3 separate regions of the Mus musculus genome follow, and all the other regions are linked to region 1. Evidence: chromatin contacts called from public HiChIP or PLAC-seq and promoter capture Hi-C data. All regions are on one chromosome and are shown on one strand. The core of a region is the stretch at or near the end of the contact, and the rest is flanking DNA. Distances in the headings are between cores, read along the strand shown.

Region 1 (5,116 bases), core at 1,693-4,192:
AGGATTCAGGCTCAGTGGCTGTGAGTGGGGGTCCGACCTGAGGCTAGCTGTGCCAAGCAGAGCAGGTGTGCATGCTGTCAGATACAATGGGGCCCTGGGGCTGGAAGCAGCTCTGAGGGTCAGTGCAGCACCCCATGGGCAAACAGTGGGCCTAGTTGCTACTTGGGGCTGTGTGCACCCGGTGTCTTGTGTACCCTTGTCTTCAATAAAGTCTCGTGGTGACCCAGCACCAGCCTTCACGTGTAGTCCTGCACTGCTTCATGTTACAGCAGAGCGAGGCAGGTACCCAGTGCCCTGGGACTGCTTTGCCCTCCTCTCCAGATGGCTTTGTGCTCGCTCTTTGTGTCTGGCTAGGCAGAGCCAGGTAAGCCCCGGCAGCCGGGCAAGGTCAGGCCAGCCTTCTGCAGAGGCTGCATCTAGCGGGGCTTCTGTTCTGGAGTCTAGGACTCATGGCTTCACCTCGCCTGGCTCTGTGTATCCCACGGGTGTCTTTGTGGTGATGAACTGTCCCTATAGGGAATGAGTCCTGGGGTTCTGAGGAGTCGACACTCTGAGGAACTAATAAACAGTCATTTATTTCTAATCGATGCTTCAACTTGAAGCTCAAGTTATTCCATGAAAGGTAGGGTTGACTGAGTGCCCACACTGCAGAGAGAACAGGGGCGGAACCCCCCGCCCCCTACCCCGGCATGGGGGCAGTGAGGGAGGGATCACCACTCCTGTACTGTGGGAGTGTCCTGAGGCCATGTCCACAGGACACCAGTTCTCAGACTCTTTCCCAAGATTCTCAGTGTCCTGTCCTCTAGGCAGCTCACTCTGGGTCATGGGGCTGGAGGGATGGGGGTGGGGTGCAGGGGAGGCACAGGTAGAGATGCTGGGGACAGGACTCCAGAGCCAGGCCCTCAGAAATCCAAGGTGATTGTGTCTGTTTCTGTCGGAGCACTCTCGCCTGTGTGGGGGCCTTGTCCAGCTAGCCTGCTCCCTGACACTGCTAAGCCCTGGCCATGATGATTCCCTCAGCTGAACTGCTCTGTCTGTGGCTTCAAGAGCCAGCTGGATGGGTCTCACCGACCCAATCTCACAGAACTCTCTAGAACTATCAAGGGGCTTGAGGACGAGCCATCTACAGGGTGTAGGACTGAGGGAAGAAATCTCCCTGGGGTTCTGTGAGGAGACTGGGGAGACCCCAGTGGTGGTGAACATTTATGAGAAGGGTGTGTTCTTCATGACTTGAGGAGTGTTGTGACATCATCAATTTCAGAGGTTCGGGGCTGATGGAGATCATAGCCATATGGTGTTCCAAGCTGGGTCCTATTCTGGGGGGGGGGGGGGATCATTCAGATGAAACCAGGAACCTGCAAGGGCACAGCCCAGACTGGCTGTCATGAATATACCCTTTCTCACCCAGTCTCAGCCCTCCCTCACACCATGAGAAACACAGATGGGTCCAGAAGCCAGGCTGCAAGGAAGCCTGGACAGGCTGCATGGAGCCCTGTGCCCTCAGGACTGCAACTCAGAGAGCCTTGGAACCTCCTGGAAAGCTACCCCCCACCCCAATTCCTCCTGTAACACTGCTTCCTTCTTTGCTCAGCCTCTAACCTTGACAAGGCCCATCCTGCTCGATGACATCAGAAACACCCTCAACTCCAGACTCCACGCTGGCCTGGACAGCAGCTGCTGGCAAGGTCCCCCATCATGGCGGACAGTAGCTGAAGACACTGGGGCTCAAGGATCAGAGGGACAGATGCAGGCAGGAACCCAGGAGTGTGCCTGAAAAGCGCTTTGGGAGTCTGCCCAGCCCTCAGAGCCAAGTGTTTGATTAAAGCAAATGTCTGAGCTGGCCTCCCAGCCCCATAGTCACAGCACGGCAGGTGGGAGCCCAGTGTGAACTGAGGAACTGAGTGGGCCACAGGGGAAGGGTCCCACCCTACCATGCAGTTGCTGAATCCAGGGTGTGTGGGTGGGGCATTGTCATTAGTCACCGGAAGAACTGCACTGAGTAGTGGCCCTGGAATGGGCAGTGACCACACCTTGGCCAGAGCACCCGTGGTCAGCATCCAGAGGGAGTCTGGTAAAAGGAGGAGGCTATGGAGATGAGGTATCTACAGCCCCTGCAGACACACACTCACTGCGGTGGTGCCGGCCGGTAAGAACAGCACCCAGCCGTGGACTCAGCGGAAGAGAAGTCATGGTGTGTGGTTAGGGGTGGTGGTGACAGACAACCCTGTCCTTCCTGAGGGTGCCAGTGTGGGAGGAAGGCCTCATTACCTGCCCTACACCTTTGCCAAGTCTACACCTAGCTAACTCGATGCCTTATCTCCCAGCCACCTTGACAGCCACTGGGGAGGTAGGTATGATCATACTCCGCCATTTAGAAGGGCAGGCCCTGTGGCTTTATGTCTGGATGGGCAGCCAACTCTGGAAAGTATGACCAGCCATGAGGCCGCATGGTGAGAGAGACAGAACATACCACTGTTGTCACAGACTGAGTGTGTTGCTGGAGCTGTCGCCCGAGAGGGACCTGCTTAGCCATGAGTTCTAAACCTTGAACCCCTCAGAACCAAGAATTCCTGCCCAGTTTCATGTCTCCCGAGGCTCCTAAGGAGGGGTATATCATATACCAGAACACCTCATCTGCCTACAGAAGGGACTGGGTGTCCATGACCCTCCAAGCCCTCTCAGCAGTGAGGATGCTGCCTCTGTAAGCCCACCGTCTCTGGAGGGAGACCAAGGCAGGGCCACCATCAGGGTTCTCAAGAGTGGGCCTCCATGTCTCCACCGGGAACCTCCAGTGTCTGAGCCCGCGGTTGACCCGTGATGATGCTCTCTGTGCTGCAAGGGTGGCGCCCGCCACTCTTCATCAGACCACATCCTGTTTGCGTTGTCTCTTTGTCCTTTGGCCCACGGTGCCCCTTCCTTCACCACCAGCAGCCCCAAAGGAATCCTGGGGCTAGGAATGCATAGCAATCAGGCAGGCTGGGGCTCGCCTCTCCAGGGAGCTTTATAAAGCGGGGGAACCCCAGAGCCATGCCTGCTGGACCGGGACCTGAGCAGCTCTGCCTGACAACTGGGGTCCAGGGACTCACCTGCCCTTCTTAGAGCAGCCCTCAGCACAGTGAGTACAGCAAGGGACGGGAGGCCAGGCTCTCCAGGTGAGCTGGGTGCAGGCGGGTACAGCCAGCACCACGAGCCACACACCAGGAAGGGCGGGTGTGTGGGAGACCCGCAGCTTCATCCTCAGCTCAAGTTCCACCAGAGCCAGCCGGCCCTAGATGCCAGCCAGGAAGTATTAATCTCTGGGGATAAAGACCATTCCTGGTCCTCCCCTTCTATGGGGAGAAGGGAATGAGACTTGTCTGTCCCATGTGGGGGGCCCTGCCCTCTCCACCCGTGCCTGAGGAAGCCCCTTTAGCAGCAGCAGACTGGAGGCTACTCCAGGCCCTGGGGACTAGGGGGCTTAGCAAGCTGGATTTGGGTAGAAAGCAGGGCTGCTTTTGTTGTTGTTTTTGAAGCTTTCTGGCTGCGCTCACTTCTTTGAAATGTTTTCAAGGGAGCTGTTTCTGGAAAGAAGTCGTCCCCCCTGTCCCCCCCCCTCCCCCCTCCGTCCCCCGCCACTTCCAGCTTCAGGGGCTTCCTCAGAGGATGAGCCAGCTCGGCTCAGCTCACCCATGGTCACTGCAAACACAAGCATCCTCTGTGAGGGAAGGGAACAGTTCCCACCAAGGGATGTGGGGGGGGGGACCTCGAGACAATGAGACAGGTATGGGGGCACAGAGTAATGAGGCTACCTTGAATTCAGCTCTCTTTCTTATAAAGCTGTAGGACCTAGGGCAAACCCTGAGGCTCTCTGTGCCTGAGGTCCTAGGGGGGGTGGCCCCGGGGTTGGTGGGCTGGATGGCTATCATCAGGAAGCAATCATTTCCCTAGAGACTGGCACAGGGAGAAACCACACTGACATTAGAGCCCAGAGCTGTGTGGTGGGGCAGCGTTTGCTGTAGACAGACTTACTGTACAGAGAAACCCATTCACCAGAGCCTGTCCTGCCCAGTGGGAGCTCAGTGGGTGCTGGCTGTCCCCAGCCTTGCCTCTAGCTCCTCCCCAGGTAGGAGTTTGACTTACACAAGGGCCACCAGGCCCATTTCCCCCTCCCAAGAGCAACTTGTTCCTGAATTAGGGAGACAGTGGGGTTTCCCAGCAGAGCTGCTAGACCTATTCATTATCAAGTTGAAAACACGGCAGCTTCTCACTCTGCCTACGGCCCAAGAGTCAATAATTATAATAGAAAATTGAACCCAAATGCACACAGCCCCGAGGGCCACCCGGGTACCTCTGCAAGCCAGCTGGCAGCTCTGGTATTCCAGTACTGAGCCACCAAGGCAGGCAGCTCCCCGGCTACAGGTGAATAGGAATCAGACTAATTGGTCCAGCTGGCTCCCGCGGTGGCTACGACAGCCTGGTGTCCTGGGTGCTAGGGAACCAGGCTAAGCACAGTCAGCAGCTATCCCTCCAAGGGCTGCCCAGACCTTGGGAAGCCTGGGGCCAGGGATTGCATGTGGCCAAATGCTGGCCACTACCCCCTCCTCTCTCTCCCTCCTCTGCTCAGATGAGGGGCTTCCGGCCTTTGCTTTCCCTACTTCTCCCTCTGAGTGCCTGCTTTCCCCTGCTGGACAGAAGGGGACCCACAGACATCGGTGACATCGGAGCCAGGATGAACTGGGCCCAGCTGGCTGAGGGACATCCCCCCAACTCGGTTCAAAATCCACAGCCACAGGCCCTGCTTGTGGTGGCCAGGGAGCAGCAGGCCTCCCACAGGGAGCACACCGGCTTCCGTCTAGGGAGGCAAGACGGTAGCAGTGAGGCCGCAGGGTTCCTGCCCGCCGACTCGGAGAAGGCCAGCGGCCCTCTGGGGACTCTGGCAGAGGAGCTGAGCAGCTACAGCCGGAGGAAGGGAGGCTTCAGCTTCCGCTTTGGACGGTGAGGGCCTGCGTGGACTCTGCCCCGTCTGACCGTCTACTGTTGCCCCGGCCCCAACCTCAGGAACCCAGACCCGGAGAGAGTATCACAGTGCACTAGTGGTGGTGAATAGGTGTGTTCACATTTTCATTTCCAACTTTGC
Region 2 (5,116 bases), core at 965-3,464, 540 kb before region 1:
TTAGATTTATTTATTTATTATATGTAAGTACACTGTAGCTGTCTTCAGACACTCCAGAAGAGGGCGCCAGATCTCATTACGGATGGTTGTGAGCCACCATGTGGTTGCTGGGATTTGAACTCCGGACCTTCGGAAGAGCAGTCGGGTGCTCTTACCCACTGAGCCATCTCACCAGCCCCCTTTCTTTCTTTTTTTAATTATATGTAAGTACACTGTAGCTGACTTCAGACACTCCAGAAGAGAGAGTCAGATCTCCTTACGGATGGTTGTGAGCCACCATGTGGTTGCTGGGATTTGAACTCATGACCTTTGGAAGAGCAGTCAGTGCTCTTAACCACTGAGCCATCTCACCAGCCCGAGAGTGTGGTTTTAACAGTAAGTTTTACCACTGTGTTTAAGGGGTGAAATCATAATACTTAGCTGGCAGGAGAGACGTCATGATCTAGAAAGTGGTTTTCCCAAGGTGTGCTGACCCTGTGAGGTCCCCAAATGTGGGGAAACTCAACTGCACTATTTGTAGCAGTGGAGCACTAGAGTCACACTTTCCCCTCAGAAGGATAAAGAAGAATAACAAAAGCTCAGTTGCAATGGTCCAGACAGACATCTTCAAACTGTATGCCCAGCCTAACTTGATGGTGCTGGTCACCTTGGCTCACATCCCTGTCCTCTCTAGGCTGGCTGAGAATAGCGGCTCTGGATGAGGGGTATTGGGGCTGGTGTTTCAGCTCCTGGATTTCTGATGTGGTTGGCATGGTTGTTAATGAGGGTCAATGCACACCAGGTCTGGGCTGGGCCTCACACAGACATTCTATTTTGTCATTGTGCCAACTCTACAGATTAGATAGCTATGACCCAGAAATGACCCAGAGGTAAGGTCTGGGTGGTTCTCCCCTAACTGGAAATCCCTTCTCACTGGGCTCATGGTCCACACACTTCTAGTCTCTGTTCCAGCATTATTATCCTGTATGAGTTAACAACACAAGCCCTGCCCCAGCCCTGCTCTCCACTCATCACCCCCGGAAAGAGTCATATTTATTGGCATATGACCCCTCCCTTTTCCACTTGACTTTGAGCCACTTGTAGGTGGCTTGTCACTGCCTTGTCTCTGGGGTCTAGCGGGAGCTAGCCTGCTCAGCAACCACACATTCAGTGGGTGAAAAAAATGGATAGTCTCTAATGCCTAGGGCACTTCCCTAGTCTCAGAACATAGAAGTGACCCGATAACCCTCTCTTTCTTGGCTTCTTTGTCAGGAGTCCTAACTAGGTCCTTCTTGATGCAAAAGTGAGTAGCCGAACCTAGATCCAACTATCTGTCTGTGTGAAAAGGACAGGCAAGTATGGCTGCAAGAACCCCTGGTTTGAATAGCACTATTTGCCACTCTGGGCCTGGCGCTCATCCTCTTGGAGCCTTAGAGTTCAAGACAAGAACTTTTGCCTCTCCTCGGCAGCACTTCCTAGGTATTGGGGCCTTTGCACTTCCTGTCCACTCCATCAGGGTGTCGGGCCCCTTCTTATCAGTTAGGTTCCCTTTCAAAGGTAATTTCTTTGGAAAACCTTTGCCCCCTTCTGGCTAATGTGACTTTCCAAGCCCTGTTGGTTTTCTCTGTTTCTTCTAGTACAAACGCTCTTCTGTGTCCCGTCTATCCCACCACCTGTAAGATCTCTGAGTGTAAAGTCCCTAGCTGTTCTGCCGAGTTTTGTGTCTGTAAACTTAGGAAGGGGTCTAGCTTATCATGGGCTCCTGGTAATTTGTTGAATCAATGGTTTTTCTTTCTTCCTCCTAGAACCAGAAACACTGAGGCCCCAGGATAGGAAGGAATATGCTGCAGATTTTTGATTAGTGTCAGAACCTAGACTAGAAAGGCTAAGTGGACTAGGGTTGACTTTGGTCAGCTGACTGCAGCAGCCTGTGGGTGCCAGATCTTCCCTCTAAGGCCTCAGTTTCTCCACTGGGAATAACTGCTGAAATGAAGTAATCATGACCACCACATACTAGCCCATTTCTAGAGTTAGCACCCCTAGCCATCACCAAAAGTATTATCTTCGGTGCAGCATCCGTATCCCAGAAACACAGGTAAGTCTCCCGAAAGCCGCAGAAGAAGAAAACGACAACACCCATGGCGCCCCGCGTTGCGTCTGCGCATAGTGACCAGTCCGCGAATCCCCGCGCGCCATCTAGCGGCGGCCTGGAGAAGCGCTCCGCTCGGATCCCCGAGGGGCGGGGGACCCGCGGCGCACGCAGTCGGGATATTCGGCTGCAGCCGCGAAGCCGGGGGCCAAGAGCCAGAGCAGGAGCGGCGGCCGGATCGCAGCCCGCCGGGCCCGCCGCAACCATGGGCAACCGCGGCATGGAAGACCTCATCCCGCTGGTTAACCGGTTACAGGACGCCTTCTCCGCCATCGGCCAGAACGCGGACCTCGACCTGCCGCAGATCGCCGTGGTAGGCGGCCAGAGCGCCGGCAAGAGCTCGGTGCTGGAGAATTTCGTGGGCAGGTAGGAGCGGCGCGGACACCCGCATCACGGTGCCCCGGGTCCCCACCCCGGGATCCGACGGTCTGGGCGCTGCTCTAGCGGACCGAGCGCCCCCGCCCCCCGCTTGAGTCCTGGGGTCCGCAGCGCCCCCGCCAGCCCGCGGATATCAGTGGAGTCCCCCCACTCACGCCCCCTCGTTCACCCCATCGTCTGTAGAGCGACCTCGGCAGAGAGCTGTCCTTGATCGCCAATACCCTCACCGAGGGGGCCCACATTACTCAGCGCCTCACTGGGAGCTGAGAGCACCCAGAGGGCAATATCCCCTTCCTGGGCTCCTTGGAACCCGCTCTGACCCCATGGGAATTCCTGGTCGTGACAGGGGACAGCCCCCTCCCCCAGTCCCTAGAAAAGGACACAGCCCCATAGGCATCGGAGACCAGGCACAACCCCCCCACCCCGCACACGCACAGGCGCGCGCGCGCGCGCGCGCACACACACACACACACACACACACACACACACACACACACACACACACACACCTCTGCGGCTCCCGCCGCCATCCGTGCGCAGAGAGGCAGAGGGGGAGGCGCGGGCTGCGGTGCGAGGAAAGGAAGGGGGGGGATGGCAGCGGGAGGAGAAGCGGCCTGTGAGCCTCTACGGAGCAGCCTGCCTTCGCTGCACCCCTTGGGAAGGGGCTGCTTGTCAGCGTCCTCCTCCCCTGGCCTGGCAGAAGGGTTGTGATGGAGAGAAAAGGCGGCAGAGGGCAGAGATGACTAAGTCCAGGAGGCAGGATGGCGAGGAGGGGGGTGGTGAGCCATTGCAGAACCTAATCCTCCTCTGGCCTCTGATCCCACAAGGCTCTGGGAAGGCCAGGTGGCAGAGTGGAGGAGAGCCTTAGAGACAAAGGGTCTTGGACTTAGAGGGGGCAAGCAGGGTCGTGACCCCCCTCCGCACCACCTCCCTAGGCTCCTTTGGAGCTAGGGAAGACAGAAGTGGCATTTCTGGTTCTTAGAAAGAGCAGCTCATTCTAAGCTCAGGTGCACTCTGGGAAGGGGACTGCCAGGACCAGAGAGGATGCACCAGTGCTAACCTTGACCCCTCACCCGCTAGGTGCAAGCTCTCATCTTTCTAGAAAGTCTTGCTTTCTTGCAATGACCTTCATGGCTAAGGAAATGACAGGCGTGAGGGAGAGGGAGGCGGCGGCGGCCCCTCCTTCCAGAGAGGAACAAGCATTCTGTGGGGTGACAGCTGGGTCTAAGCCAGGTGCTGCTGGAAAACCTTGGGCAAGTCACTTGCCTTTACCAAACCTCAGTGTAGTATGGACAGACTGGAGGGTTGATGCCACCACTTACACGTCCTGGGAAGCCACTGTGAACCCACCCCGGGGTGGGGGTGGGGTGGCGGGAGGAAGGGGGCCTGAGTGAGAACCATGTAGTGGTGAGATGTAGACGTGCCACAGTGGAAGTAGCTCTGTCTGTCTTGTCAGCAGAGAGGAGCAGCTGTCTCTGGATCATGTGACCCCAGAGCTGCAGATACAGGCAAGAAACCATATAGATGAGCCCCTTCCCGGGGGTCCAGCAGTCAGGGCTGTTGGGGATGGAGGAATGTCCAGCGCCCTGAAGACAGGGCCGTGGAGGGGTGTCGTGCACTTTACAGTGTGCATACCACAGCCCCATCTCCCATGCTCTGAGCATTTGCTGTTCTAAGCCAGACTGTGTGCTCTAGTTAGGGGGTGCAAACTGGAGCCCTTCCCTGCTTTGCTGTAGCCCCTGTGATGCAAACACAGTGGTGTCCACCCTATAGACGGGCAACTGAAATTAGATGCTTTTCTCAAGGTCACATATTCCCAAAGAGTGACACCTGTCAGACTCCATCTTGATCCTGCATTGGTCATGGGGACTGATTGGAGTGTAGACATCTGATTTCCCATTTGTAGAATGGGGACCCCTGGAAGCTTACCCGGACCTCCTAAACCAGTACAAAAGCCATTTGCTAAATCCATGGAAGAGAGACGCTTTGAGAGTCTAGAGACTGGGAACCTGTCCATGACGTTTTGCCCAGTGCAGTACCCAGCCCAGACCACAGCAGGTGATAGCCACAACTGTTGACCTGTCGAGAGGCCGCTGCTCCAGCCAGGAGGGCGTGGAAGATGCCCAGATGCAGGTCTGGGACGGAGGAGGAGCAAGCGGGCAGGCTTGTTAGCCCTTAAAAGCTAGTGAAGAAGCCACAAAATGAGCAGCAGCAGTACTGAGGCTAGGGGTGGGGTCAGGCTCCAGCCAGCCCCACCCGTGACCGACCTCACAGATTCCCTACCTCTCTGCCTAGCTCTGGGTCCCCAGACTCGTGAACATGGTAACAACAGCTCTTTCTCCTGGGCCTTTCAGAGCGCCAAACCCCCACGGAGAGGAAGTGGGAAACTCCCTAGAGGAAACAAGCCAATTCAGGCCAGGCAGGCTCCCAGGCATCCAGGAGGACCTCGTGTCAGCTCTGCAATGGAGGTGACCCAGCAGCTGTCCGGGACCCTGCTAGGTCTTGTCTGAGTCTCTGCTGTTCCTTTCCCTTCCCTTTACAGAGGCCAGCTCACTCAGTCATTTAGCTGTCATTCTTGGAAGGTCCACAGCGGTCACACTAGAGAGTCTT
Region 3 (5,116 bases), core at 1,856-4,355, 510 kb before region 1:
TGCCTTTGTCCTGTAGCTTCTGCATGTCCTCTGGTGCGACAGCTGTTATTCCCTGTAACTCCTCTTCCCCGGCTCTGGCAAGGAGTCAGTCTGTCCCCAGCCTGACTCAGGAGGTCAGCTGGCACCATAAGCCCTCCCCTCCCCCAGTTCTCACCTGGCTGTCATTCAGAGCCTTTAGGAAAGCAAGAGGTAACCCTAAGGGTCAGTGAACGCCTTGGGAGTAAGGATGCCTCCTCAAAGGCCTGTCTGCCAGGTTGGCCTTTGAGATGGCCACATGAAGATGGTAGCTTCCTCAGCCTGGCTCTTTCTGTAGTTCTCCCCATGGAGACTGCCTCTTGCCCAATGAAATTGCCCAGGTGGGCCAGTAAAGATGGTCCCGGAACTGGGAAGACCCTTGAACTGCCATTTACAGTGCACACTTAGGTGGAGGAGCAGCCGTAGTTCGGTGCCATCAGCTTCCTGGGGCCCCCGGGGCTCTCCTTGGCCTGGTTGGTGTTCCCACGAATAGCTCCCACGCCATGCTCCTGGGTCCCTGTACTCAGGTGGGGGGTTAGGTGCCTAATGTCCCAGGCCCTGTGTGTACGTGGCTCTCTCTCCTCCTGCCCTTCTCCAGCTGCAGCAATACCCGCGTCTGCGGGAGGAGATGGAGCGAATTGTGACCACCCACATCCGGGAACGTGAGGGCCGCACCAAGGAGCAGGTGAGCACACGGTCTCCTTTTCTCTTTCCAAGATCACTTTCTGATCCTCTCTGCTTTCTTATGGGATGACATGGTTAATGTAAAGTGGATCATTGTGGCCCTTTTGAAGGGCACAGTTCGGCAATACTGAGTACGCTTGACACCATGGTACCATCGCCACCACCCACAGAAAGCTTTGTGTCTTGCAGTGTTGACTTTGTCTTTGTCATAAACAGTCCCCTCACAGCCTCTGACAGCTCCCTCTCTTTCCAATTTATTTAGATTCCTGTGGTAAATGAAATCATACAGTATTTCAATCCTTTGGTGTCTGGCTAGTTTCACTTAGCATAAGGCCTTTAAGGTTTATCCAAAATATTGTAGCACCTACCAGAATATTCTTTAATGACTGGATAATATTCTGTTGACTATATACTAAGTTTTTGTTTATCTAGTACAGTCTTTTCCACCTTAAGTTTTTTTCCGTGCATGGGTGTTTTGCCTGTGTGCGTCTCTGTGTATCATTTTTGTGCACTGGAAAATGCAGTGGAGTTACGGTGAACCTCCATGTGGTTGCTGGGAATTGAGCCAGGCCCTCTGGAAGAGCAACCAGTGCTCTTAACCGCTGAGCCATCTCCCCAGCCCCTCTGGCACCCTTTGGCTGTTGTATATAATCCTGCTAATTAATATGGCTGGCCAAATATTGCCTCAGGTCCCTGCTTGCAATTCTTTGGGGTCTACACTCAGGAGTAGAATTGGTGATCATATGGTGATGCCACCTACCATGTTTTTACTAGTTGTCCTGCGAATTGCGTGCAGGGCCAGACACGCGCTGAGCACACAGGCTACCGCTGAGCTGCATCCCGGGTTGACCCCATTTGTTTAGTTATTTGAGAAACCACCACACTTATTTCACCCTTTATACTCCCACCATGTTCTCTCTCTCTCTCTCTTTCCTCCTTCCGTTTCTTGTTTCTTTTGCTCCTTCCCTCCCTCCCTTCCTCTCTTTCTTCCTCTCTTCCCATCTGTCCTCCACCCCAAATTGAAATCTCACTATGTAGCCTAAGCTGGCCACAAACCTATGATCCTCCTGCCTCGTCCTCTGGAGTGTACCTACCCCCTGCATCCAGATTCCAGATCCTTCCTTTTTCTTTGTCTATCTGGCATCCTTGGCTTCCTGGTGGTCTGTGCAGCCATCCCCCTGAGGCCTTCCTCTGTCTGTCTGTCTGTCTGTCTGTTTGCTAAGTCTCTGGCTGGCCTTGGGCCCTCACAGCCGATCCACCTTTTGCATTTCTGTTTCTGAAATATTCATTCATTCACAGATTTAGACACCAGATGTTGTCTTTGGGAAGAGCAGAGATATTTGGGCCTCCTGAGGCTCAGAACAGGGTCTCACTATGTAGCCTGGAACTCACTCTGTAGACCAGGCTGGCCTCAGACTCAGAGATCCGCCTGCCTCTACCTCCCAAGGGCTGGGATTAAAGGCCGGCACCACTTACCCACTCTTTGATTGTCTGTTACCTCTCTAAACTTACCTTGGTGCTCCACCTTCCTGTTCCCTCACCCCACCCATGTCCTCGTGCATATCCCTTCTCCACCATGTATCCTTGGTTCTCTTTCATGTTTTTAAGTCCTTATTATGCCAAATGTCCTTAGGAACAGCTGTGTTCCAGGATTCCTGGAAAGTGGCGTAAGAAGGTGAAAGAGGATCGCTCTGAATTTGAGGCCAGATAGCAAGTAGCAAGTCCCAGGACAGCCAGGACTACATAGAGGGATCCTGTCTTGATAACTTTCTTCGGGGGGGTGGGGGGGGAGAGCATGAGAACCCCAGGAAGCCCAAGGTCCAGCTAGCTTGGTGTGTGCAACGGTAAATAGCAAGAGACCTTGTCTCAACCAAGGTAGCCGGCAAGCAAGGAAAGCCATGGTTATTATCTTCTGATCTCCATGTGCACACGCGGTATACACACCGCTCTCACCCACGTCTGCCCACAAATCACTTCAGTGTGATGCTACCCAGCATCCCACCTCCTTCTCCCCTCCATTCCTCTCTCCCTCCAACTGTCCCCCTCCAACTGTGTCCCTCCAACTGTGTATGTGTGAGTGTTAGGACTTACATAGCCCAGGCTGCTTTGAATTCACTACGTAGCAGAGGATAAACTTGCAGTCCTACTCCTCCTGCTCCTCCCCTATGAATGCTCAGATTACAGGAATGAGCCACCATGCCCACTTTATGTGGTGTTTGTTAGAGAGTGAAGCCAGGGCTTCCTGCGTGCTAGGCAAGGACGCTGTCACCTGAGCCACACCCCCAGCTTCAGCGCTACCTCTAGGAACCATATTCTTCCGGTGCATTGTGCCTTTCTCTCAACAACACTCACACTATTGAGCATCTGCTGGCTCTCTGACATGCTGAAGGAGTGACTCACTTCAGTGTAATTTGTGTTCGCCAGTCCTTCAGGTCCAGAAGTGCTTCCTCAGCAGAATGTCCGCCTCAGGAAGGACAGGCCCCAGCTCACAGGAAGGGAGGAAGAGGACTTAGGGGTGGACCCAGCAGTCACTTTCATCAAGACTCAAGGCTGGACGTGGTGGCATTTGCCTGGAACCCCAGCTCTTTGGAGGTGGAGGCAGAAAGATCAGGCACTCAAAGCTAGCCTCAGCTACCTAAAGAATTTGAAGCCAGACTTGGGCTATGTAAGACCCTGTCTCATAAACCAAACCAAAACAAACCACAGCAAAACAAAAGACCCAAATACAAGTATCGTCACACTTCAGAATTTGTAGTGTGTGTGTGTGTGTGTGTGTGTGTGTGTTGTGTTTCTCCACAACAGTCTAGAATTTTCCTATGCTTTTGAACATCTATAGAGTCTTTCATTGTCAGGCCACCTAATCTATTTCACTTTCTAATGGTCATTGCCTTGTTCCCAAATTTCTTCCATTACAAATTATACCACACCCAAGCTTGTAGACATAGGCCTATTGTCCCTGGTACTGGGTACTGGGAAGACTGAGGTTGGAGGAGCACTTACACCCCAGAGTTCAAGACTAGCCTGGGCAGTGAACATAAACATCTTGTGTATGTGTGTGTGTGTGTGTGTGTGTGTGAGAGAGAGAGAGAGAGAGAGAGAGAGAGAGAGAGAACTTTACCCACCTTGGACGCTCTGGCTCCTAGATCTTTGATTATTCGATGAGCTTATCTGAGATACAGTTCTAGAAAGGTTAACTTTAATGTTAAGCATTACCAGGTCACCTTCCACAAGTAACACTAATTACTCACAGCAGCTCCTGCCTCACTTATGTAGGTAACTGTGTTCCATCCACCACAGTACAAAAACAAGAGTTACAGCGCTGGGTCTGGGGAGATGGCTCAGAGATTAAGAGCACTGACTGGCTGCCAGGGTTTGGTTCCCAGAACCGACATGGCAGCCCACAACCACCTGTAACTCCAGTTTTAGGTGACTGGACGCCCTCTTCTGGCCTCTGGAGGCACTGTATGTAAGTGATGCATACAGAGGCATGCAGACAAAACATCCATACACATAACATAAATAATAATCCGTAAATCTTTTCAAAAGTAAAAAAAAAAAAGAGCTACAGTTCCATCTTCCTATGCACATGCTATCCTAACCTTTATTAACACTTACTATTCATTAGGGTTAAGAAAGATCTGCTGGGCGTGGTGGTGCACGCCTTTAATCCCAGCACTTGGGAGGCAGAGGCAGGTGGATTTCTGAGTTCGAGGCCAGCCTGGTCTATGAAGTGAGTTCCAGGACAGCCAGGGCTACACAGAGAAACCCTGTCTCTAAAAAAAAGAAGTTGGGGGGAGATATTTCTGATTTGACTAGGAGCTCTTTATGAACAAGGGTGGACAATTTTTGCATATTTTAAGACTGTTTTATTAGCATATATTAATTATATATAAAATAATGATTTCAGTTTTTGCATACTTTTTTTTTTCGAGACAGGGTTTCTCTGTGTAGCCTTGGCTGTCCTGGAACTCACTTTGTAGACCAGGCTGGTCTCGAACTCAGAAATCCATCTGCCTCTGCCTCCCAAGTGCTGGGATTAAAGGCATGCGCCACCATACCCGGCTTGACCTGTCTTTTCTTTTGTCTTTCAATTATTGACTATAGGGACTTTTTATTTATTATGGATCCTAACCTTCTAAATGTACCAAAAGCATCTCTCTCCTAGCTTGTCATCATTCTTAAACTCTGTGTCATCTTTTCTATTTGTTCATCGACTTGGGGACCCTTGAAGGTCATGCTTCTCATCGACATTGAGCTGGCTTACATGAATACCAACCACGAAGACTTCATAGGCTTTGCCAAGTGAGTGCTCCCAGGAGTGATCCTCTGTGTGTGTGCATGCACATAAGCATGCATATGTGCACATGTGTGTATGTAGATTCCAGCTCTGCCAGCTTAACCCTCTAAGTACTGTGCC

The links. Promoter capture Hi-C pulls out the DNA fragments that hold promoters and counts their contacts. HiChIP or PLAC-seq counts read pairs in DNA pulled down with a chosen protein or histone mark.
Region 2: a contact with region 1 is called in a promoter capture Hi-C map of liver, with 2.6 times the contacts expected there. The contact joins the promoter of Dnm1 here to the promoter of Qrfp in region 1. A contact is called at or near these places in 6 of 39 promoter capture datasets (the C10 cell line, hematopoietic stem and progenitor cells, liver and 2 more).
Region 3: a contact with region 1 is called in a FOXA1 HiChIP or PLAC-seq map of pancreatic cancer cells. The contact joins the enhancer-like site here to the promoter of Qrfp in region 1. A contact is called at or near these places in 7 of 39 promoter capture datasets (embryonic stem cells, fetal liver, liver and 2 more), 1 of 115 datasets of contacts at active chromatin or transcription factors (pancreatic cancer cells) and 1 of 9 other capture datasets (embryonic stem cells).

What each region holds. Positions count from the first base shown.
Region 1 is chr2:31,808,406-31,813,521 of GRCm38.p6, reverse strand. It overlaps Qrfp (pyroglutamylated RFamide peptide), which reads left to right and starts at 2,942. Exons shown (of 2, transcript NM_183424.4): 1 at 2,942-3,115; 2 at 4,604-5,116. The coding sequence starts at 4,604. The coding sequence ends at 4,978. It overlaps Fibcd1 (fibrinogen C domain containing 1), which reads left to right. Exons shown (of 7, transcript NM_178887.4): 7 at 1-232.
Region 2 is chr2:32,350,427-32,355,542 of GRCm38.p6, reverse strand. Dnm1 (dynamin 1) reads left to right here and starts at 2,214. Exons shown (of 23, transcript NM_001301737.1): 1 at 2,214-2,494. The coding sequence starts at 2,334. It also overlaps the pseudogene Gm52590.
Region 3 is chr2:32,323,545-32,328,660 of GRCm38.p6, reverse strand. Dnm1 (dynamin 1) reads left to right here. Exons shown (of 23, transcript NM_001301737.1): 11 at 614-700; 12 at 4,931-5,001. Among named protein-coding and RNA genes, the nearest start is that of Mir199b, 7.6 kb to the right of the region's middle. Within about 2 kb of position 3,105, at least 56 of the 459 cell types and tissues checked have an H3K27ac peak or open chromatin away from gene starts, as enhancers often do. A contact at or near this core is called in pancreatic cancer cells, where this site is marked.